Linked DNA regions of Monodelphis domestica: region 1 is linked to region 2. Evidence: chromatin contacts called from public Hi-C data. All regions are on one chromosome and are shown on one strand. The core of a region is the stretch at or near the end of the contact, and the rest is flanking DNA. Distances in the headings are between cores, read along the strand shown. Region 1 holds the start of CPSF4L (cleavage and polyadenylation specific factor 4 like). Region 2 overlaps SDK2 (sidekick cell adhesion molecule 2).

Region 1 (3,585 bases), core at 335-2,834, 150 kb before region 2:
GTAGTTATAACCTAAGTGATACCTTGGTCACCTACAGCACTGGGTACCATGAGAAAATTCCATGCACCATTTAAGTCACAACCTGGCTGCAGTATATGCCCCTTGAAAGGAAGACTTTTTAAAAAACCCTTATCTTCCATCTTAGAATCAATACTGTGTATTGGTTTCAAGACAGAAGAGCAGTAAGGGCTAGGCAATGGGGGTTAAGTGACTTGTCCAGGGTCACGCAGCTATAGGAAGCCAATTTGAGACCAGATCTATTTCTTTTGAACTCACCTTTCTCACAGAAGCCTTTAAGAAAGAAGGTGCACACAGCCACCCCCGATTCTAGAAGAGAAGAAAATAACAAGTTGTGGAGTTTGCTCCTGTCCTTACCTCTCATGCTTAAAAAAGAAAAAAGAAAAATCTGACTCTCCCAGAGCATAAGGACCCAGAGAATCCCACAAATGGAGCTCCTTTGTGGCAGGCATCAAATCACCAAAATACTACAAACACCTCTCCCCAGTTTCCTAGATTTCTCTTTTTTCTCTTCTCTTCCTCACCTAACAGCCTGTGTGGGGAATCAAGAGACCTGACCTTTTCTCTTATGATTCTCAGAATATCCCATATGGAAAATGGCTGCGTAGTTTCTGGCCCCATCTTTCCAGAGCCTTGGGGAAGATAAGAGTTCAGGTCAGAGAGCCTGAGTATAAAGGCTATTCTTAAAACCCTAGATTGGACCAGATGGCCTTTAGATGCAACCTTTCCACTTTCTGAGCAGGGAGGGACATAAGAAGAAAGGATGAAAGAGAAAGGCTAATCTGGTCCAGAAGTTCTTAGCCTTTTAAAGTATCTTAGACCCCTTTGGCAGTCTGGTGAAGCTATGAATCTCCTTCATGGAATAATGTTTTTAAATATATAAAATAAAACACCTAGGATAATAAAGAACGACAAAGGCCAATGAGGGAGTTAGACAGATTCATGATGGGCTTTGTTTTTTCTTGCCTTCTCAAGGGGTGTGTGGAAGAGGGATAAGGGAGAGAGAGAATTTGGAAACAAAAGTAAAATAAAATGGAATTTTTTGTTTTTTTTTAAAAAAAACATTTTTTTGTCTTTATGTCTTAGAATCAATACTGTGTATTGGTTGCAAGGCAGAAAAATGATAAGGGCTAGAAAATGGGGGTTAAATGACCTTCCCAGGGTCATATGGCTAAGTTTGTTCATGTTAAGTATGTTTATATGTTTGAGGGCTCTCAATCCACTGAGCTACCTAGCTGCCTCCATACAATTGAATTTTTAAAAAATGCTAACTATGATTACTATATCTGTATATTTAAATATAACTACACTTTTGCTTTAAAGTTCATGGACCAAAGCGTAAGAACCTTTGTTATAGGTTAAAAAGAATATTGAAAGAAGGGAAGGGCCCCCACAAAGAAGAGTTGGCCAATTGTCATATTCCTCCCATCCCCAACTTACTGTCCATTCCTGGGAAGGGCAGGTACCCAACACCCCTCTGGTTCTCCACATCCTCCTCAAGATTAAAGGTCATTTTCTCCAACCCAGCAATGAGTTCCTGCATCTTGAGCCTTCTCCCTGGGGATAGCTTAGCCTTAACCTAGAAACTCTACAGGTGAATCCTATATAAAGCTCATCACAGGGTCAGCTAAAGGGGAATAAGGACTAATTTCCCTTCCTAGTTTCTTATTTTTTTCTTTCTTTTTTGAATCCTTAGATGTTCCCTAGGCAGCTAGAGAGCTAGGATCTGACTATACATCCAGTCTTAGGGTGCCAAACACACATAGGTTGTATACCTGGTCACCAAAGTCAGAAAGTGGCATGAACAAATGAGACTAGTTCTCTAATGCTACCAAAGCTAAGGAGTTTTTTTCTTTAATTCTATAATAGCTTTCTGGGTCACTGATGCTCTCTTCACCACTGTAGCCCTTCAATATTTCCTAAAACACAAAAATTTTGTTTTTTTTTTGGTTGTTGAATTATTTTTATTTTCATTTCTAAATTCTCTCCTTTCCCCACCCATCGAGAAGACAAGAAATACAATACTTCCACGTTAACCATGACTCAAGAAAAAAAGTGAAAAATATTCTTTAATCTGCACTTGGATAATAAAAAAGGGGAAATGACCTACTTGTGCAAACATTTATAGCTGCCCTTTTTGAGGTAGCAAAGAATTGGAAATTGAGGGAATGCCCTTCAATTGGGGAACAAATTGTGGTACATGTTGGTGATGGGATTTTATTGTATGTAAGAAATGATAAGCATGATGATTTCAGAAAAAGCTGGAAAGATCTGCAGAAACAGATGCAGAGTGAAATAAGCAGACCTGGGAGAACATTGTACACAGTAACAGCAATATTGGCCAAGGATTATCTGTGAAAACTTGGCTTCTCTCAACAATGTAATGATCTGGGACAATCCTGAAAGACTTATGATGGGGAATGCTCTCCACCTCCAGAGGAAGAACAGTTGGAGTCATCGTTCACATCAGTGTGTTTAAGGTTTTATTTTGGGGTTAGGGTTTTGTATGAGTTTGCTCTTCCCACAATGACCATTATGAAAGTGTGTTTCTCATGACAATAAAAAATAAAATTTAAAAAATCTGCACATCATTTCTCTTTGGAGGTAGATAGCATTTTTCATCTTGAGTCCTTTGGAACAGTGGATCATTGTACTGACAAGTGCAGCGAAGTCTTTCACAGTTGATTATCATTCTGATATTGCTGTTGCCGTGTACAATGTAAAACAGGGAATCTTAACCTCCTTTGTGTCAGTACCCTTTTGGTAGTCTGGAAAGCCTTGGGGCCCCTTCTCAGAGTAATGTATGTTGCCTACATTCACAATGGAACGAAATGCTAAATTTCAGTTCTAGGTTAGCAAAAAGAAAAATGTAATTTTTTTTGCATCCAAATTCATGGACACCCTAGTATCTGTCTGGGGCCCCAAAATTTAGAGCCCCTATTCTAAAACTATTAGAGAAAGAAATAAACTAAACAGGGATGATATGCAAGAAAGGTGACTCCCTTACTCTCTTTTTTAAAAACCTTTACCTTCTGTCTTAGCATAAGTAAGAACTAGCCAATGGGGGTTAAGTGACTTGCCCAGGGTTACACTGCTGGGAAGTATCTGAGGCCACATTTGAATCCAGTTCCCTCAGGCTCCAGGCCTGTCACTTTATCTACTATGCTACCTAGCTGCCCCACCTTCCCCTTGCTCTTTGACCCAGCAATCCCACTACCAGGCAAGAACGTCAAGGTCAGAGAGAAACAAAATTCCAACATATACCAAAATATTCATAGCAATTTTTTATAGTAGCAAAGAACTTAGAACAAAGTGAGCACCCATCAGTCAGAAGATGATTGAACAAATTATGGCAATGAATGTAATAGTATATTATTCTGGAGTAAGAAAAACTCAAGAAGGTAAAAAATTTATTCAAACTTATGCAGAGTGAAATAAATCAAATCAAAAGAACACAAAGCTTGCATCATAAATAGAAAGTCACTAAAAGCTACAGGGATTCTCAGTAATTGAAAAAAATGATGGTCTCAAAAAATAGACAATAAAACATACTTTCCCCCATCAGAA
Region 2 (3,408 bases), core at 180-2,679:
ATGAGGTCTGGATAATGCCGGCCAGTGAGTTCACCATTGAGATTGCTTTTCTCTCTTGACCCCGCTATATCTTAGAGCTAAGCATTTCCCCCCTATTTTCCCTTGGACTCTAACAGAGACCCATACTGCCCAGGTACTTGGCATGGGTACCTTGGAATTAAATTATAATTAAAAAAAAATCTTGTCTTTTTAAGGAGCCCAGGTAGGTTCTCCTCTTCTGAGCCAGAGCACAGTCATGTGGGGAGCATCTTCCACTGCCCACCTGCTTGTTGAGTCCGACCCTGGCTGGGGGCACTCCGTGGTCCATCGCCTGCAGCATTGAAAGCTGCCACACTGACCAGGTAGGCAGTGTAGCCGGTCAGGTTCTTGAGTTTCACACCATTCTCAGGTAGGAAGAGTGTCTTGAGCCGTTCTGTGCTATTCCGTCGTTGAGCTTCCCAAAAATAAATCTGTGGGCAGAGATAATTGGAGGGAGGTGAGTGAGGCTCCAGACACCGGAACTCTTGAGCTGCCCAGTTCCCATAAGGCACTGCCCTTCTGAAGTAGTGAGATCAGACTCTGAGTTGCTTAGGAAGCAAAACAAAGAGAAGGAATGTTTAGCTCTTTCCAGGAGTCAAAATGACTCAGTGGCTCTTCCATAACCACCAGCAAGAAATACTTATTCTGGTATAATATCTGTAAGAAGAGTTTTTTCTTACAGTTCTTCATGTTTACCTACAAAGAATATCTCTGCTAGCCTGTGGGAGTCTAAGAAGGAAGTTACCAAATCCCTGTATGAGGCCTGTTGAATCTCTACTATGCAGAGTTTGTTTTCTTTGATGTAAATTTCAAATTTAACATGTTAGTTCTAATTAGTTATAATATTTTGCTTGCCTATGTCCCCCTTCGAAATTCCTTCTGATCCTGTCAGAATTAGAAAAAAAAAGTTTTGCTGATGGTCTTTTTCCCCCCTTTTTTTCCTTTTTTCTGACATCACTCACTTCATTCCTACCCTTAATTTCTCCTTCCTTCATTCCTTTAAATAATCAAAGTCCTTGCTTTAATCAAATAACCATAGTCAAGCAAAATAAATTCACATGTTGACCATTTTTGAAAATATATGCCACAGAACAGCTTGGTTGCTCAGTGGATAGAGAGCTAGATCTGGAGATAGGAGGTCCTGGGTTCAAATATGGCCTCAACACAAGTCACTTAACCCCCATTGTCTAGCCCTTACTGTTCTTCTGCCTTGGAACTGATACTTAGTGTCAATTCTAAGACAGAAAATAAGGGTTAAAAAAAAAGAAAAAGGATGCCTCATTCTGCACCTCATTTATTGACCAAGAAGGGAGAAATGGGAAGCATGATTCATCATCAGTCTTCTGGAGACCTGACTCGTCATTGCATCACTCAGAAGTCTCAAATCTTTCACAGTTGCTTTGATTGTTTCATTGAATACAGTCTTGTAGTCATAGATACATTGTTCTGGTTCTAGTCACTTCATTCTGCATTACTTCATACAAATCCTCCCAGCTTTCTCTGAAACCATCCCTTTTGTCATTTCTTACAGCACAATAGTATTATATAACACTCATTTACCAAAATTTGTTTAGTTATTCACCAATGAATAGCATCTTTTTTGTTTACAATTCCTTGTTACTACAAAAAGAGCCTTTACAAATATTTTTGTGCATAGTGCTCTTCTTTAATCTCTTTGGGGGTATATGCCTAGTATTTATACATAGTTTTAATCACTTTGGGGGCAGAGTTCCAAGTTGCTTTTTAGAATGGTTGATTTGCAGTTCTACCAAGAATGTATTAGTTTGGTGAAACAGTCTGAGAAGTTTATTTATATTCTATTAGAGAAAATACGTGGAAATAGAAAAATATATCCAAAAGTAAGACAAAGTAGTTAGAGAGAGAGAGAATACTAGCAGTTGGTGAAGGTGGGAGGAAAAGAGTCAGAAAGAGAAAATTTTGTTTGAGTTATCTCTAGAAGAAAGTGATGGCTTCTATAAGATAGAAACAAGGAAGAAACCTGTTATATGATTATGAGCATGGCTGTGTGAGGAATGGAGATGGAAGATCCAATGTATGAAGAGCCATGTATGAGGATCAGGAAGAAAGCTAGCCTGGTTCTCCAATATTCTACTGGAAAAGGAATGAAAACAAACCTGGAAGGATACGTTAGGGCCAGGTTGTAAAAGGGTTTTAAAAACCGAACAAGGAATTTTATATATACATGATCCTAGAGGCAATCAGGCTACTTGAGTTTGAGTAGAGAAAAGAAAAATAATATATTAGTTTGCTTGTCTTCTCATTGCCCTGCAAACAATTGTTATTTTCCATTTTTGTAATATTTGACAAACTGTAGGGAATAAGCTGGAACCTCAGAATTATCTAAATTTATAGTTCTCTTATTATTAGTGATTTAAAGCATGTTTTCATATAGGTATCAATAGTTTGCTTTTCTTCTTTGAAAACTTCCCATTCATACTTTTGACTATACTTTTTTTATCTATTGGGGAATGGTTCTTTTTCTTATGTATTTGTATTGGTTGTCTAAATATCTTGGATATCAGTCCTGTATCTTGTTGCAAAGATTTCCCCACTGTGGTAAACTAGTTCTTTTCTAATTCTAATCGCATATATTTTATTTGGGCAAAAATTTAAATTTTATGCACTCAAAATTTTCCATTTTGTCTCCTGTTGTCCTCTCTATCTTTTGTATAGTCAAAGACTTCCTCTCTCCATACCTGTGAACAGTATTTGCGTATTTGCTTTCCTATTCTTTTAATTTGTTCATGATATGACCTTTAATATCTAGGTCATGTGTTCATTTGGAGCAGTTTATTGTGGTATATGGTCTCAGATGTTGGTCCACAACTAATTTCTATCTAACTCCTGGTTTTTCCAGCAATCTTTGTTGAATAGTGAGTCCTTACCCTAGTACTTGGAGTCTTTGAGTTTCAGGGTCATCTTATCTAATTTGTTCTATGGATAAACTTTTTTCTTTTAAAAATCGGTACAAAGAAGTTTTGATTACTGCTTTGTAGTAGGGTTTGAGACTTGGTGCTGCTAGGCACCCTTCTTTCACCCAGTAAACTTTTTGTCTCTCTAGTTGAATTTGTTTTTATTTTTTCTAGTTCTAGAAAGTAATTCTTTGATAGTCTGATTGATATGTCATGAAAATATAAAGTAACTGAGTTGACGTTGCCATTTAAAAAATTATGTTTGCACATCCCAACCATAAACAATTATTTCTTTAACCTGTACTGGTTCTTGCTTGTTTCCTGAAGTTTGCTTTAGCCTCCCAACTCTCTCTTCTCTCTCTCTTCTCTCTCTCTTTCTCTCTCTCTCTCTCTCTCTCTCTCTCTCTCTCTCTCTCTCTCTCTCTCTCTCTCTCTCTCTCTCTCTCTCTCTCTCTCC

Evidence for each region. A called contact is a pair of places that touch in the nucleus more often than the background predicts.
Region 1: a contact with region 2 is called in a Hi-C map of limb, with 5 times the contacts expected there. The contact joins the promoter of CPSF4L here to the enhancer-like site in region 2. A contact is called at or near these places in 2 of 2 Hi-C or Micro-C datasets (limb and spleen and liver).

Annotation. Positions count from the first base shown.
Region 1 is chr2:216,308,498-216,312,082 of mMonDom1.pri, reverse strand. It overlaps CPSF4L (cleavage and polyadenylation specific factor 4 like), which reads right to left and starts at 1,584. Exons shown (of 7, transcript XM_007482712.2): 1 at 1,459-1,584; 2 at 277-327. The coding sequence starts at 1,561. The region is part of intron 2 of C2H17orf80 (chromosome 2 C17orf80 homolog); the gene reads left to right.
Region 2 is chr2:216,157,547-216,160,954 of mMonDom1.pri, reverse strand. SDK2 (sidekick cell adhesion molecule 2) reads right to left here. Exons shown (of 44, transcript XM_056817208.1): 36 at 263-449. Among named protein-coding and RNA genes, the nearest start is that of CDC42EP4, 89 kb to the left of the region's middle. Within about 2 kb of position 1,429, at least 1 of the 2 cell types and tissues checked has open chromatin away from gene starts, as enhancers often do.